Regions from separate parts of the Rattus norvegicus genome. Here region 1 is linked to region 2. A link is a contact called in public Hi-C data. All regions are on one chromosome and are shown on one strand. The core of a region is the stretch at or near the end of the contact, and the rest is flanking DNA. Distances in the headings are between cores, read along the strand shown.

Region 1 (7,439 bases), core at 2,273-4,772, 180 kb before region 2:
TGTGTGTGTGTGTGTGTGTGTGTGTGTATGTATGCTGCTAGCCATCTCTCCAGTCCCATATTGAAATACTCTAGAAAAGACAGTATGTTTGTAGACACACATTATCTATCTATACACACACACTCATGGATAAAAAGAAGTGTTTAAGTGCAAACAATTCATAGATGTCTGAAAATTATATGAGTACTTACACGACCACAGTGGGACAAAGGTCTGTTTTAGCAAGAGAAAGACGTCAACAATCATGATGGAAAGAATTGCCATCTAGTTGTGTAGATGTGTAGAATACCTATAGATCAAAGACACTGTGGAGAGCCTGGAACATGGCTCGGGTCCCCAGCACTGCATCAATGAGGGACAGTGGCTCGTGCCTATAAGCCCAGTACTACATCAATGAGGGATGGTGACTTGTGCCTATAAGCCCAGTACTACATCAATGAGGGATGATGGCTTGTGCCTATAAGCTCATAACTGGGAAGGAAGAAGCAGGAAGGTCTGTAATTCAGGGTCCTCCACTACACAGTGAGTTCAGTGAGCCTGGGGCACATGTGCTAGAGAGACAATGCCTATAAAACCCCCAGTGATGCGCTTGCCCTAGCTAGGCTGGATTAGAGCTTGGGAAGGGATGGACAGCTCTTCCCTCATTCCCAGGTTCTGAGAAACAGAGTTCCACAGCAATCATCAGTTATTGTTAACATGGAGGGAAGGGTGACTCAGAAGACAGAATGGTGACCTCTGCTCCTGCCATGATACAATCCTCTCCCACACTGAACAGGGCTGATGTGGGTTCCAACAGAGCCAACTGCAACGATGACAGGGTCATGAATACGTCACGAGAGTGTGGTAGCTTCCAGCATCAAACCCTTACATTACGACGTTGGGCCCCAAGTAGGCATTGTATCCCAGGTCAGAGACTCTGGAAAGCTGCCATCAGTGCCCTCCCTGGGGTACTGTCAGAGGTGGAATTGGAAAGATGGACTGCCTGGTGTCATGGCAGACCAGGACAGAAGCTCTGTCAGGAGAGTGCTTGCCCGTGCATGAAGCCTTGCATTTGATCCCTAGGAGGACATAAACCAGGTAAGGCAGCATAAGCCCCAGCACTCAGGAAGTGGAGGTACAAATATCAGAAGCTCAAAGTCACCCTTAGCTATATAGTATTCATTACAGAATTCAGAGTCAGTGTGGGCTACGTAATACTCTCAACATGACAAACAAAAACTGATCACACGGCGAGGGACAGAAGTTGCCAGAGAAGTGAGTGGCCAAGGCCATGGCTAGTGACCTGTGAGGAGTTATCTTAGATCAGCGGTTCTCAACCTTCCAAATACTGTGATCCTTTAATACAGCTCCTTATGTTGTGCTGACCCCCATCCATAAAATTATTTCACTGCTACTTCACAACTCTAATTTGCTACAGTTATGGATGGGAACATAAATGTCTGATGTGCAGGATTTCTAACATTTGACACCTGTGAAAGGGTCATTCGACCACAAAGGTTTTCAACCCACCTGTTGGGAAGTCTTAGACACTGGTGCTCAAGCCCAAGTCAAGTCTTCCCTGACAGGAGTGGCAACAACCCCAACCTGAGAGACTCCAGCCAGACCACCGCTTCCCACTGCTCCCGAATTCCTAACTCCAAAAATGTGATGTCAGAAATGTTTGGTGTTCAAAATACTAAGCCATAGGGTCACTTGTTCCACAGCAATTTCCTCAGAAGATCTCCCACACAAAGGTTATCCCTTACAGGGCTACTGCTTATTTCCCCATGGAGAGGGAGCCAACCAAAGTCAAAAGCCACAGGGTGCATCAAAAGCAGTTGCCTTGCCAGATATGGTGATATACACTTTTAATCCCAGCACAGGGAGCCCAGGCATGTGGATCTCTGCAAGTTTGAGGTCAGCCTGATGTACACAAGTTCCAGACCAGCCAGAGCTGTACGATGAGATCCTGTTTCAAAAGAATAAAATCAGGGCAAGTACCTCCTGTTCCACATCGCTTTTTGGTACTCTAGTGGAAAATGTGTAGCTGCAGTATGCATATGAGAAATCACTGGGGAAGGAGACAAAACTAATGGGAATTCTACAAAATAAAAGGCCAGGATTGGGAAAAGTAACAACAGAGGATCGACAGATTAAAGGAGAGGAGGAGATGGGAGAGCCTAATGCAACGTGGGAGCTCTCGGCATGCATACACTAGCTAGAGTGCTGCCTCGCTGCTGGTCTTGTTTAATTCCATGAACACGCTGGGACTCCACGGCACGTGCACACCACAGGAAACCAAGCAGGAGCGCATGGGAACCTCTCACAGTCTTTGCCACTTTGTTTAGTTAGGATATTTTTGTAATGAAAAATTAATATTCAGATATAGAAGTAGTGTGTTCTCATCAAAAACTCATCTAATTCACAATCAACCACTTTAAGGGGGAAAAAAAACTAAAAGAGGCACTTTGAACAGAAGGAAAGCAACCTCAGAGGAGAACCTACAAGGAAAGCCAGAACGAGTAGGAAGAGGGCAGAGCTGGCCAGATGGCTCAGAGGGTAAACCATCCCAGGAAGCTGAGGTCACAGGTTCAGTGCTCAGAATCCACTTCCGGCAGAAGCAGAGAACACACCCTCATTTGCATTGAAATAAATAAATAAATAAATAAATAAATAAATAAATAAATAAATAAAAACAGAGGCAGGAGGATTAAGAGTTCCTAGCTAGCCTGAACTACACAGCAACACTGGTCACAGAGAAAAAGGTTGAGGAAAAGGAGGAGGGAGAGGAAGGAGGGACAGAAAAGCAGATAGATATCTAGATGGATAGATAGAAACATATATACATACATGTATACATTTTCAGATAGCATACGCTGGAGCCAAGGGCTGGGATTACAGATATGTGCTACCACGCCCCACTAATCTTAAAGAGGCAGGTCCCACCTACAACTGGCAGAGCAGCGGAACGTAAAACATCGGAAATTAACCCCGCCAGCAACGGCTGTAAGCGGAGTGGGTCTGCAGTGCTGAGGCTGTGCTTATATCAAACGGTGGGAGTGCATAAATAACAATGCTCTCTGATGAAAAATGTCCCCTCGTGGTCACCATAGTAACTGCTAAAAGAAAAGCAGGGCGTTGTACAGTTTCTAAATTAATCGGGAAAATACCATAACTGGAAAACACCCAACAATCCATAAGCAGCACAGAAACTGGAGCACTCAGGAGGAAGCGGTCGGTGTCCTTCCAGGGTCAGGGGTCAGCGCTGACAGTACGTCTATGGACAGATCCTATTTTTGAAAAGGACTTTCAAGCAGCCACACAACACACGCACGCACACACACACACACGCGCGCGCACGCGTGCACGCGCACTAAGCATATGAATAGATATTCTGAAGAATGAGACACACAGGCTAGCAGCCAAGTGGTATGTGGAAAGAATACAGTACCAGCCAGGCATAGCAGCAGCCCACTTTAAACCCAGCACTGGGAAGCTGAGGCTGGGGGATCAGAGTTTGGATCAGCCCAGTTTACATTCTGTTTCATACAGAAAAAGAGAATACCACCTCCAATCACCAAATCAAAACTAAAATAGAGCGTAACATTAGCCCGATAGGTGCACTGACTGCCAATGAGACTGAAGGTAAGTACCCCGAAGGCTGTGAGAGGAGGGAACCCTGGAACCCAATGGTGGGGTGAACATCACAGCAGCTATACGAGAACAGCACAGCATCTTCAGAGAACTGCAGAGAGAATGACACACAAGCTACACATTCAGGACCAGGTACGTTTGTGAAGGAAATGAGGTGAACCTGTTAAAGACATAGCTTTGTTCATCAATCACATGGCAAAAGCTTTGATACGGAATCAACCTAATGTCTGCCAACATATGAGTGGATAAGGAAAGTGTGTGTGTGTGTGTGTGTGTGTGTGTCTGTGTGTGTGTCTGTGTGTGTGTGTGTGTCTGTCTGTCTGTCTGTCTGTCTGTCTTCCGGAATACTACTTTGCCATTAAAATAAAAAAAAAGTTCTTGTCATGTCTAGTAGAGCAGAGAAACATGGAAGACAATCACGCGAAGAGAAATAAGCCAACGACAGAAAGACAAGCACCACACATCACACGTGAGGTACACATCACACGTGAGGTACACATCACACGTGAGGTCTGCCGAGGCTGATCTTACAGAGAGTGAAGATGGGCATTGGGGGCTTCAGTGTTCAAGACTGGCCAAGGATACCCAGTCACTGTGACGTTAGGCTGAGAGACTGAGTCCAAGGTGTAACCCCCAGTACAGAGACTGTAGAAAACTGCCAGGCCATCGTGGTTTTGGAAAACGCGAGAAGTAATCGCTGTGCGCTCTTTCCACAGATCTGTAACTGAGTTGAATGTGTTGTTCACCGAGAGGTCACATGACTAGGCTCTACCCTCAAAGCAGTGGCTCTGTTTTGAGAACACCTATTGACCATGGGTGGCATGGCAACAGTTGTCCAAAGGGTCTCCTAGACCACTGGATGTTGCTTTGGTCTGTATCTCCCGAACCAGTAAGAACTACCCACTCTTGGGCTGGATAGATGGGTCAGCGCTAAGCACCCTGGCCACCAAGCTTAACAACCGGAGTTCGAGTCCCAGGATTCATGAGGTAGAAGAAACAGCTCTCAGAAACTATCGTCTGGCCTCGGTGTGCGTGGGTGCAGTTATCAATAGAATACCAGCTCTCCACTTAGTCTTGTGTGGCATCCAGTGGGTGACCCCGTAATCACAGGAAACTGAGTGAGAAGACCCCTTCACAGCTCACCCATGCCTTGTGTGTGTCCTAGCAGAGCTGTGACACGGGTGCAGAACACTGAGGTCGTCGTCTTGCCTGCCTCTGGTCACCCCTGCATACCTTAGATCCCCCTGCTTGTAGCTCATGAACACCACTGTGATGGTTCTGTACGAAGCAGGCTTGAGTGTTGAGGTTTGGTTGCCAAGGCAGTGGCATTCAGAGGCTTTAGCAAGGTGACTGGGTCCTGTGCCCTGCAGTGGATTAATGCCCAAACAAGTTTACCGCATGTTGCAGACTCGCCAGCCAATGTCACTGGACAGGGATGAGAGGAAAACCAGGAAGTGCTGGAGAAGAAAGCATTTTGTTTATATCTTATATCTTATATACCATTTTATTTTATGGGAATAACATCATTGACTAGGAAAACAAAACAAACACCCCCCCGCGCGCGCACACACACAGACACACAGACACACAGACACAGACACACACACACACACACACACACACACACACACACACACACCCAAAAGACTCAGTGGACAGATGATTGAAAACAAGGAGAGAACTTGGCAAGAAGCAGGATGAAAAGCCAATGGCTTTCAGGTGCCCATATCACAGCAAAACAGAAGGCAGTAGACATGAGGGGGATCCCCCTTACAGTACAAATAGAACCAAACCCCAGCGTCAACTTACCAGGTAAATCTAAACATGGACAATCCTAAACACTTCTGAGACACGGAAGTAAACTTAATAGATGCAAAGTCAGGAGGTGTCTTGTTAGGGTTTTACTGGTGTGAACAGACACCATGACCAAGGCAACTCTTTTAAAGACAATATTTAATTGGGGCTGGCTTACAGGTTCAGAGGTTCAGTCCATTATCATCAAGGCAGGAACATGGCAGCATCCAGGCAGGCATGGTGCAGGAGGAGCTAAAGTTCTACATCTTCATCTGAAGGCTTCTAACATAATACTGACTTCTAGGCAGCTAGGATGAGGGTCTTAAAGCCCACACCCACAGTGACACATGTACTACAAAAAGGCCACACCTACTCCAACAAGGCCACATCCACTCTAACAGCACCACACCTTCTAATGTGCCACACCCTGGGCTGAGCTTACACAAATCATCACAGGAGGGCAAGACCCATTATGGACTACCCTTCTGAAGTGATGTGATCATCAGTACTGAGACAGCCTGACAGCTACTATGACCAAGTCCATGCTCACAGTATACAGTAGGGTAAAGTGCAAAAGGATCAAAGGTTTAAATGTAAAACCTAAATCCTGGTAGAGAGCGCCAGTCTTCAGTTCCTTTCAGCTTGGTTCTGGCTCCCCAGCCTGAGGACATGGGGCTTCTCACAGGAGTTAGGGAAACGCACTCACGCTGCATCTTGTCCCGATTGCCCTTCTGTCTGGTTCCAGTGCCCATTTCTTTGCAGACTGCTACAGTCGAAGGCTTCAAGTCCTTAGACAAGTTCCGAATCTTGCATACTCCATCCAAGGAAGAGGTTCCCAGCTTGACCAACAAATCAACCAGAAACTTATTTGGCTGCTCCTTTTTCACCTAATTTTTTTGTTTTATTCATTTTACTTTGTGTGTTTTCCCTGCACGCACGTCTGTGTGCCACAAGCATATTTGGCAGTGCCTTGGACGGTCAGAGGGAACCGGATGCCTGTAACTGGAGTTACAGATGGTTGTGAACTACCATGCAGCTGCTAGGAACCAAACCCAGGTCCTCTTCAAGAGCAACAATTGCTCTTTACCACTCAGTCTCCAGACTCTCACCATTAAAATAAAAAAGCTATATTTTATGATACTTAATTTTAAATTTCCTATTTTGTCTGAAAATGACTGTGGGTTGAAAATACATTTTACTATTACAGACTTATTTTATTTGCATGTGTTTCCCCTCATGTATGTATATGTACCAAATACATGCAGAATGGCAAGGTGGGAAACAAAGGGCACTGGATCCCCTGGAGTTGGAGTTGCAGGTGGCTGTGGGGCCGTGTGGATGCTGCAAACTGAACCCGGGTTCTCTGCAAGAGCAGTAAGTGCTCTCAAGTGCCGAGAAGTGCTCCCGGCCGCCTGAACTGAGAATGTACACCACTGGCAAAGACTGTGTCCCTTGACATGGCAGCTGACGTGTCTCTGACTCCTGTCGCCAACTCAGCATGATTAAAACATTGTGACAGGTGGTTCAGTCCCATCTGGAAGCCATGTGAGCATTCTGGGTATGGCGAGCATTGCACTGAGCACCACGGCAATGGCCGTCTTTAACACAGCGTCTATGACTGCCCACAGGACACCCTCAAGGCTGGGTGGGATGGTTCTCAGGAGGTGCTAGAGCACAGTGATCGTGGAAAGCTAACTAAAGGGGTGACTCACCTACCCAGGCTGCCATGGTGTGGTTGTTTTAAGTTGACCAACACTCCTGTAACCCCTCCGCACACACAGTGCTCCAAGTAAGCCCAGTTAACTTGACGGTTCGGTAAGCTGGACTAAGGTAGAAGTTTAGTCTGTCGTGCCCTACCTGGAGTGAGGAGACATTTCCTGTCTCCCTAGGAACAAGTCATGTAGCTGCGGAAGAGTGCTGTGTTGTAGCACACGAGCACTTGGGTGCCACTGACCTACACCTGCATCAATGCAGGTCTAGTGATGGCATGCCATCTCCACGGCAACCAATCA
Region 2 (7,360 bases), core at 488-2,987:
AGCTGTCGTCTGTTAAGATGCTTGCATTGCTTCCTCCTATTTCCACACTAGAACCACAACTTTCATTTCCCATAAAAGACCTCGGGTCCCACTTGTGCCACAAGACTGTCACTTTGGCAGTCTGATATTCAGTAGCTTAAAGTGACAAAATCTAACTATTTAACATGAGATGAAAAGAGCAGTGTTTGGGGAAAGTGGACTTCTGATTTCTGTAAGGAAGACTTTGCACGGGGTTGATCAATAAACACTGGTAACTCCTGGAAGGGGTGCTCTTCACAGTAGACCATGCTTCCTTAACCATGTGTGCAAATTTCAAAGAGGAAATCAGGCACACCTGCCCTGGAGGAACAGGAACCTGCAAAAGCCTTATATGGAAAGAAAGGCTTTTTTTCTTTCCTGCACTGAATTTTTGTTTATCCACCAACTAAAAATGGTGGTTGAGTCTGGGAGAACAGGATATACTTGAATATCTATCTAGGCTGTGTCCCACATGACTTTATAGGAAAGTTTTCAAGACATACGGGAAAGTCCTATGGGTAGAGACAAGAGCTGAAAATGGAGCCCTGAATATTGACAAACATTTTAACCTTCAAAAGCAACTGCAGACATTGTAGATCATTTTCGGTCCCAAAAGACCTCGAGTCATTGGTGAAACCACTTTTGTTAGCATTTTGTCTAAGCTCCGCCCTTAGACAACTTTACAGAGATATTAGTTATTCTAAAAGTGATACATATAGGGGTTGGGGATTTAGCTCAGTGGTAGAGCGCTTGCCTAGCAAGCGCAAGGCCCTGGTTCGGTCCCCAGCTCCGAAAAAAAGAAAAGAAAAAGTGATACATACTGAAGAAAATAAAAATCAAGAAATTCAAATACCATTTCTTCATATCATTTTACGTAACAAAACACCAAAATTTGGCCTGCTCACTGGAAGAGTGAGTTTACATATTTACGAGATTGTAATTCAGTAACTAGCATGCTGGCTAACCGCAATATCGCCCCTAAAGTTCAGTGGCCACAGCGACAGGCTGCTGGAGATAGAGATACGCAGGTTCGTTTCAGTTCCGAATCCTGCCTTCCTGCTCGCGCAGCCGCCGTGGTGCCGCACTGAACACCGAGCGGGATTCCAGGCTAGGCGCCTGGAGAATACCCAGAAACCCTCGCGGCTGCGAAGCCGCGAGCAGCCGCAGAGCGAGGTCACCCCGCGCTTCCTGAAACCTTGGCCTGGCGCCGTGGGCGTGGCTTGAGGGCGTAGCCGCTGCCCTCCGCCAATCAGCAGCCGGCAGGTCGTTAGCGCGGGGCCACGCCCCTGCGGTTGGCCTGGACTCTACGGCCCGGAGGACTCGGGCGATGGGGCTTCAGAACATCAGGAAGCAGACGCCGCTACAGGGATGGAGGAAGCGGATGACAGGAGGGGGGCACGTTCTTGCTATCACTTCCGGAAACCCCTTTCGCGCCGCACAGCCAGACGGGAAGGCAACCTCCTGTAAAAAAAAAACGCTGAGAAGCGGCCTCGCCCCCACCGCGGGGCACGCCGGGAGAACAGAGAGCTCCCTTCAGCATTCCGGAAGTGTGTTTGGGGGTTTCGTGTCCTCTCCGTGCTAAGTCCCGCCCTGTGCCGGAAGAAGGGAGGTGTGAGGAGTGGCACGAACGCCGGTCACGTGCCAACACTGCGGAAGGAGCCGGAGGGGTGGGTTGGTAGGGGGCGGGGCGACCGGGTCACGAGTGGCCGGAAGTTGCGGCCTTTGTGGATAATCCGAGATGGGGACTACTCTGGACATCAAGATTAAAAGAGCGAATAAAGTGTATCACGCCGGGGTAAGTGGAGGGGTGTCGGGCTTCAAGCTCCGCGGTTTCCAGCACGGCGCATGCGGGCCCGACGCTGGATGGGCGTGCCCTGCGTTCCTGTCCTGTGTAGTAGGGCTTGGGGCGCGTCGGCAAGCGGGCGGTGGGGCCCGAGCTGTCGCTCTCGGGGTGAAGAGCAGGTGACAAACGCCCCTTTCTGCAGAAGAGCTTTCAAAATGGACACGTGTGCTCCAGGCAGTGGTCACTCCTAATGCAAAGTTTTCTTCTAAGCCTTGCACCGCGGCAGGATCCATTACCCTAGTTGTAGAATACGATCGCCCTGGCTCTAACCCGGAGACACCAGCGATTTTAACGCACAGCTGCTGTGGAATCACAGTCAGGTTCTGCACACGGTTCAGGGGATACAAATGCAGTGTGGGGTTGAAAAGGAAATCATCCCAGGTGAACATCGCAAATGGATGCTAAAAACTAGAAACCTGATATTTAATAAAGATTCCAGTGATCCACCCCACTTCCATCCTCACAACAGAAGAGAAGCAACATTCGTGATTTGTCTAGCAGTCACCATTCAAAGACCCCTCCCCCCCAAAATAACCCAAACACCAAGTTGCCATCACCCTTTATAAAAGGGACTCCATGGCAAGATGCGCTGAGAAAGAGGAGGCTTACTTACGCTAGACCACTGCGAAATATTTAGTTCTTAAAGGAAACGATCTGCCTTACCTCAGTTGAGGGACACTGCTGTAAGAATCTGATAATGCTCTTCGGAGGATCCACCTTGGGTTCCCAGCAACCATGTCAGGCCACTCACAACCACCTGTAACTCCAGTCTCATGCCTCTGGTCTCCAATTGGACCTGCACCAAAGACACAGTGTATAACATAATCTGAAATAAATCGTTTTAAATGGAAATCAGTAAAACTGTTAAAGATGAAAAGACACTAAAGGCAAGGACTGGAATGCAGTGCACAACTTTTATCAAACAATACTTTTGTGTCAGTGTTGAATTTTGCAGGCGTGTCTTAGTCACAGGGGAACCCCTTTCATATGCTGAACTTAGCCATAGTAACCTCAGAAAGTTTAACCATAAAGTATGGGCGTGCATACATTTCTGCCTGTGTATATAGAACAAGAGTAAATGTAGCAAAACCTTAACAGTTCTGGGTCCAGTTGAAAACCATGTGACTATTTTTTCTTGGTTAATAGCTTTGTGGAGATATAATTTTTATATATATACATATATATGCATATATATGTATATGCATATATATGTATATATATATATATATATACACACACACACACACACACACACACAGATATTAGAGATATAATTTGGATAAGGCAAAAACCAGCCCTTTATAGCATCCAGTCCAGTGGTTTTAGTGTATTTATAGTGCTGTGCATCCATCTGCACTAAGTTCAGAACTTTTCACCAATTCCAAAGGAAACCGTATACTTGAGAGCTGTTACTCCTCCTTGCTTGCCCCCAGCCCCAGGCAATCACACATCTGCCAGGGCTCTGCCTGTTGTAGGCATTTCACAGGAAAAGAGTCCTCCAGTCTGTGGCCTTTCTGACAGCTTCTTTGACAGCACATTTTCAGCATCCAGGAGTGTTGGAGCACAGCTTGTTTCTATGGCCGAGTAGCAACCCCGATGTATCAATAGGCCACACCCTGTTCTTGCCCCTGTTGGAGGACAGGTGAAGGGAATGATGGCCTGAGGCTGGATGGGGCTAGATGGGGCTGTCTGTGGAGTGGGAAGTGGAAAGGTACCTTTCTCCAGGAAGGGCCATCCCTGCTCAGGGACCAGGAGGGTTAGAAAAGGAGTCACCAGTGGGACAGTCTTCTGTGCAGGTTTACAGTGGAGAGGTTTCTGTGCGCTGACTTATTTTCTTCCCTAAGCATCTCTTCTGTTTCCCTTGGGCTTAATCCTTTAAAATTGTGGGTTGGCTGTTGAGCTTTTTTTTTTCTTTTTTTTTTTTTTTTCTTTTTTTCGGAGGTGGGGACCGAACCCAGGGCCTTGCACTTGCTAGGCAAGCATTCTACCACTGAGCCAAATCCCCAACCCCTGCTGTTGTGCTTACTAAGTGTCAGCCTCCTCTCTAAAATCCAGACATCCCCAGTAAATTTTGTTTTTAGTTGCAACAAGTTTGGGGAGTTTTTTAAGTAGTGATTTACTCCAAAGCAAACCCATGTCACTCACCCCAGGCCCTGCTGGAAAGGTCCGGGAACCAGGATCGGAAAACAGTGGCCCTGGGAGGATCGGGACCACCCACCTAAACTCTTGACCAGACTCTAGTACCCTAGGAGCCTGATGAGACTCTGTGCTTTAGTCATTCCTGTGGACTCCAGCAGTCCTTGGTGTCCCAGATTGATTTCAGCAGGATTGGCTAATAAAATTTGTACACTGAACAAGTTACATGTCTTCTGACTTCCCTCAGTATTTTCATTTTAGGGGGTGAGTTTGGGGGCTTTTGTTTTTAGATATTTTAGATATAGATATTTGTTTTTAGATATTGTCTCTCTATATAGCATCTCTCTATGTAGCTCTGGCTGCCCTGCAATTCACAATAAAAACCAGGCTGACCTCAAACCTCCAGAGATCTACCTGCCTATACTGAGTGCTGGGACCATTATGATTTAAAAAAAAAAAAACAAACCACAGGTTACTTAGAAATGTCTAATTGTTCCCCTAATATATTAATTTCTAATTTTAATATTTTAAATTTTAGGAAAATTTATGGGCAGAATTACAATAAGAATGAGATTTAAATGGCATCAGAAATAATAGAAAGACAATAAAATGGGAACATTTATGATTTAGTCATAGCTGATAGCTATAAACAATACTGTATATTTTATATGACTGTAATAGTCCTATTGTCATAAGTGAACATTAAATATTTTTAAAACTATTGATATGCACATGTACATGTGGCAGTCAGAGAACATTGTGCAGGAGGGTGCCTCTTCTGCTGTGTGGGTCCCAGGAATGGAGCCTGGGCTGAGTCAGCAGCCCCTCCTGTGCACTTAGTTATAACAGTGTATCCAGTAGCTGCTACTTCATAGATGCTCAAAAACTGTAAGTGTCCTGTAAAAACAGACATTAATTTGACAGGGGGAACATGTAGGTACAGTCTGGAATTCATATGTATGAACAATATTCTTGATACTAGTCATTCTTAAGAGGATGACAAATAAATATGGGGATAGAGATTTTAGGGCTCCTGTAAATAAGGTTTTCTCTGTAATTCACGAACAGAGACTACTAGAAAAACTTGCCAATTTCATGGAGCCTTCATCCCAGGACATGTGGCCTGTGCAGCAGTGTTCCCAGGCTACCGTCTCCCTAAAAGTCTTCCTATTAGGTTGAAAATTTGACTTCTAGTTCCATATTTCCAGCACCATTTTAATTCCCTTTGGGAATATATAACTAGTACTGTATCATAATAACATGTGGGAGTGTCCTCCCTTCTCACATATGCTGTTATCTTTACAACTACAAGAGGGGACGCTGAGAGAAGACAGAGCTTAGGGAAGTCAATGATGTGGCAAGACACAGATAGAGAATATTTGAACTTCTTTTTTTTTTACATTTACTTATTTATATGTATATGTTTGTGTACGTGAGACACAGACAGACAGACAGGGACAGACTAGAAGTTCGTCCATTCTTTTCCTTCTACCATGTTTTTCCTGGAAATTGAATTTAGATAGTGCTTGTGGCAGGTACTTCCCTGTGTTTTTGATATAGGGTCTCACTCTGTCATTCAGGTAGGTTTGGAACTCACTGTAGCTGAGGCTAGCTCTGAACTTGCAGCAGTCCTGTATTAGCATCTTGAGTGTTGGGATTGTAGTCAGGAGTCACCATCCTTTCATTCCCAAGTCCAGAACTCTGGTCTTCATTCTCCTCTGTAGGATGAGACAATAGCTACTCAAGTGCTGCATTCTCAGAACTGAGAGACAGTATTTCCAGATGAAGCATAAAATTGACCCACAGTAGAGGCCCAGATGCTAAGTGGCCATATTCTGTTTTACCTGCGCCTCACAGTTGGTTCACTCAGAACTGTTCTGCTGTGATGTGAATAGAGCAGCACACTCCACAGATGACATCCCAGGTTCTTGTCAGATCCCTCTGCTCTGTGAACAGGAGACCAATGGTCAGCATCCAAGGGGCATATAGGTTCTAGCACATAGGTTTCAAATCCCAAAGCTGAGTGAGATTTTGGTGTTACTCTATTTGCATGGTGCAGTAACATGCACATGAATAAAATTGTGTATACTTACTGACTAGCCGTCCCCTGCAGTAGATCTTTCTATAGTGTAAGTATAATGCTTTTGTTTTTATGACTTCAGGATGCTTGTTCATAAGTGTGAAGCATGTTCTCATGAAAGTGATACTATTAAGTGATACTATACTAAGGTTGTGAAATACAACAGAGATAAACTAGCATAGCCAGGTTACTATGACAAGGGACTTCTGTGCTATAGAGTGGTTACTGTTACCTACCCACCCACCCCTCAAACCCTCCAAACTCGCTGTGCATTTTGTCTTACATGGTGTGGATGTAACTTCTTCAAAAATAAAGAGAAGAAACACAATAGCTCATTATTTATAAGGAAAAGTTGCAAAACTGAAATGCTATTTAAAAATGAAAAGCATAGAACTGGAGAGGTGGCTCAGAGGTTCAGAGCACTGCCTGCTCTTGCAGAGGATCCTGGTTTGATTCCCAGAATCTATGTGGTGGCTCACAACCAGCTCGCAATCCCAGTTCCATGCCTTCTGACCTCCAAGGCACCAGGCATGCACATGGTACACAGGCATATATGAGGCAGAACACCCATGCACGGGAAATATATAAAATCTTTAAAAAGAAGGAAAGCCTAATTATTCACATGATTGTGGTTGTTTGAATGAGACTGGCCCCCACAGATTCACATATTTGAATGCCTGGTACTTAGTTGGTGTGTTACAAGATATTTGAACCTGTTTGTACTTACGGCGTGGCTCGGCCCTTAGCACTTACCTTTAATCCCTCTGGCTGGAATACAGTCATGCCTTTAGTACATACCTTTAATCCCAAACAATAAAGGTAAAGTTAGTCTGTAGAAGGAAGCACCTACGTTTGAAAGTGATGTCTAATTGAGTGGCAAAGTGACAAATCACAGAAAGATTTGAAAGAACAGGATATGCTCAACTCTCAGGAGAAGAGAGAAAGAGAAGCTACTTAAGGAGAAACAGACAGCACAGGAAGGAGAGAGTACAGTGCAGGAATTCAGTAGAGGTCGTGGAGAGCGGTGCAGTGGTTGAGAGGGAGAATAGAGCAGCACAGAGAGGAAGGCAGTTTTACCAGGAGAGTATTCCAGAGACAGGTTGTAGATAAAACAATCTAGACATAGGTAAAGATGGTGAGCAAGAGACTCAGGAGCCAGAAGAGTAGAGCAGATTGCTAGCTAGTATGAGGCCAAGCAAAGAATTCAGGAGAGGCTGAGAAAGAGAAGCCAGATTGAAACAGCTTGGAGAGGAGTTTGAGCTAGAACAGCTGAGTTGACCTGC

What was found. Hi-C and Micro-C count contacts between places; a contact is called where the count stands out from the background.
Region 1: a contact with region 2 is called in a Hi-C map of frontal cortex, with 2.4 times the contacts expected there. The contact joins the enhancer-like site here to the promoter of Vps26c in region 2. A contact is called at or near these places in 2 of 12 Hi-C or Micro-C datasets (frontal cortex and psoas muscle).

Annotation. Positions count from the first base shown.
Region 1 is chr11:47,486,089-47,493,527 of GRCr8, reverse strand. No RefSeq gene overlaps it. Among named protein-coding and RNA genes, the nearest start is that of Dyrk1a, 100 kb to the right of the region's middle. Within about 2 kb of position 3,522, at least 7 of the 93 cell types and tissues checked have an H3K27ac peak or open chromatin away from gene starts, as enhancers often do.
Region 2 is chr11:47,305,422-47,312,781 of GRCr8, reverse strand. It overlaps Vps26c (VPS26 endosomal protein sorting factor C), which reads left to right and starts at 1,737. Exons shown (of 8, transcript NM_001108316.2): 1 at 1,737-1,813. The coding sequence starts at 1,757. It also overlaps the pseudogene LOC134481060.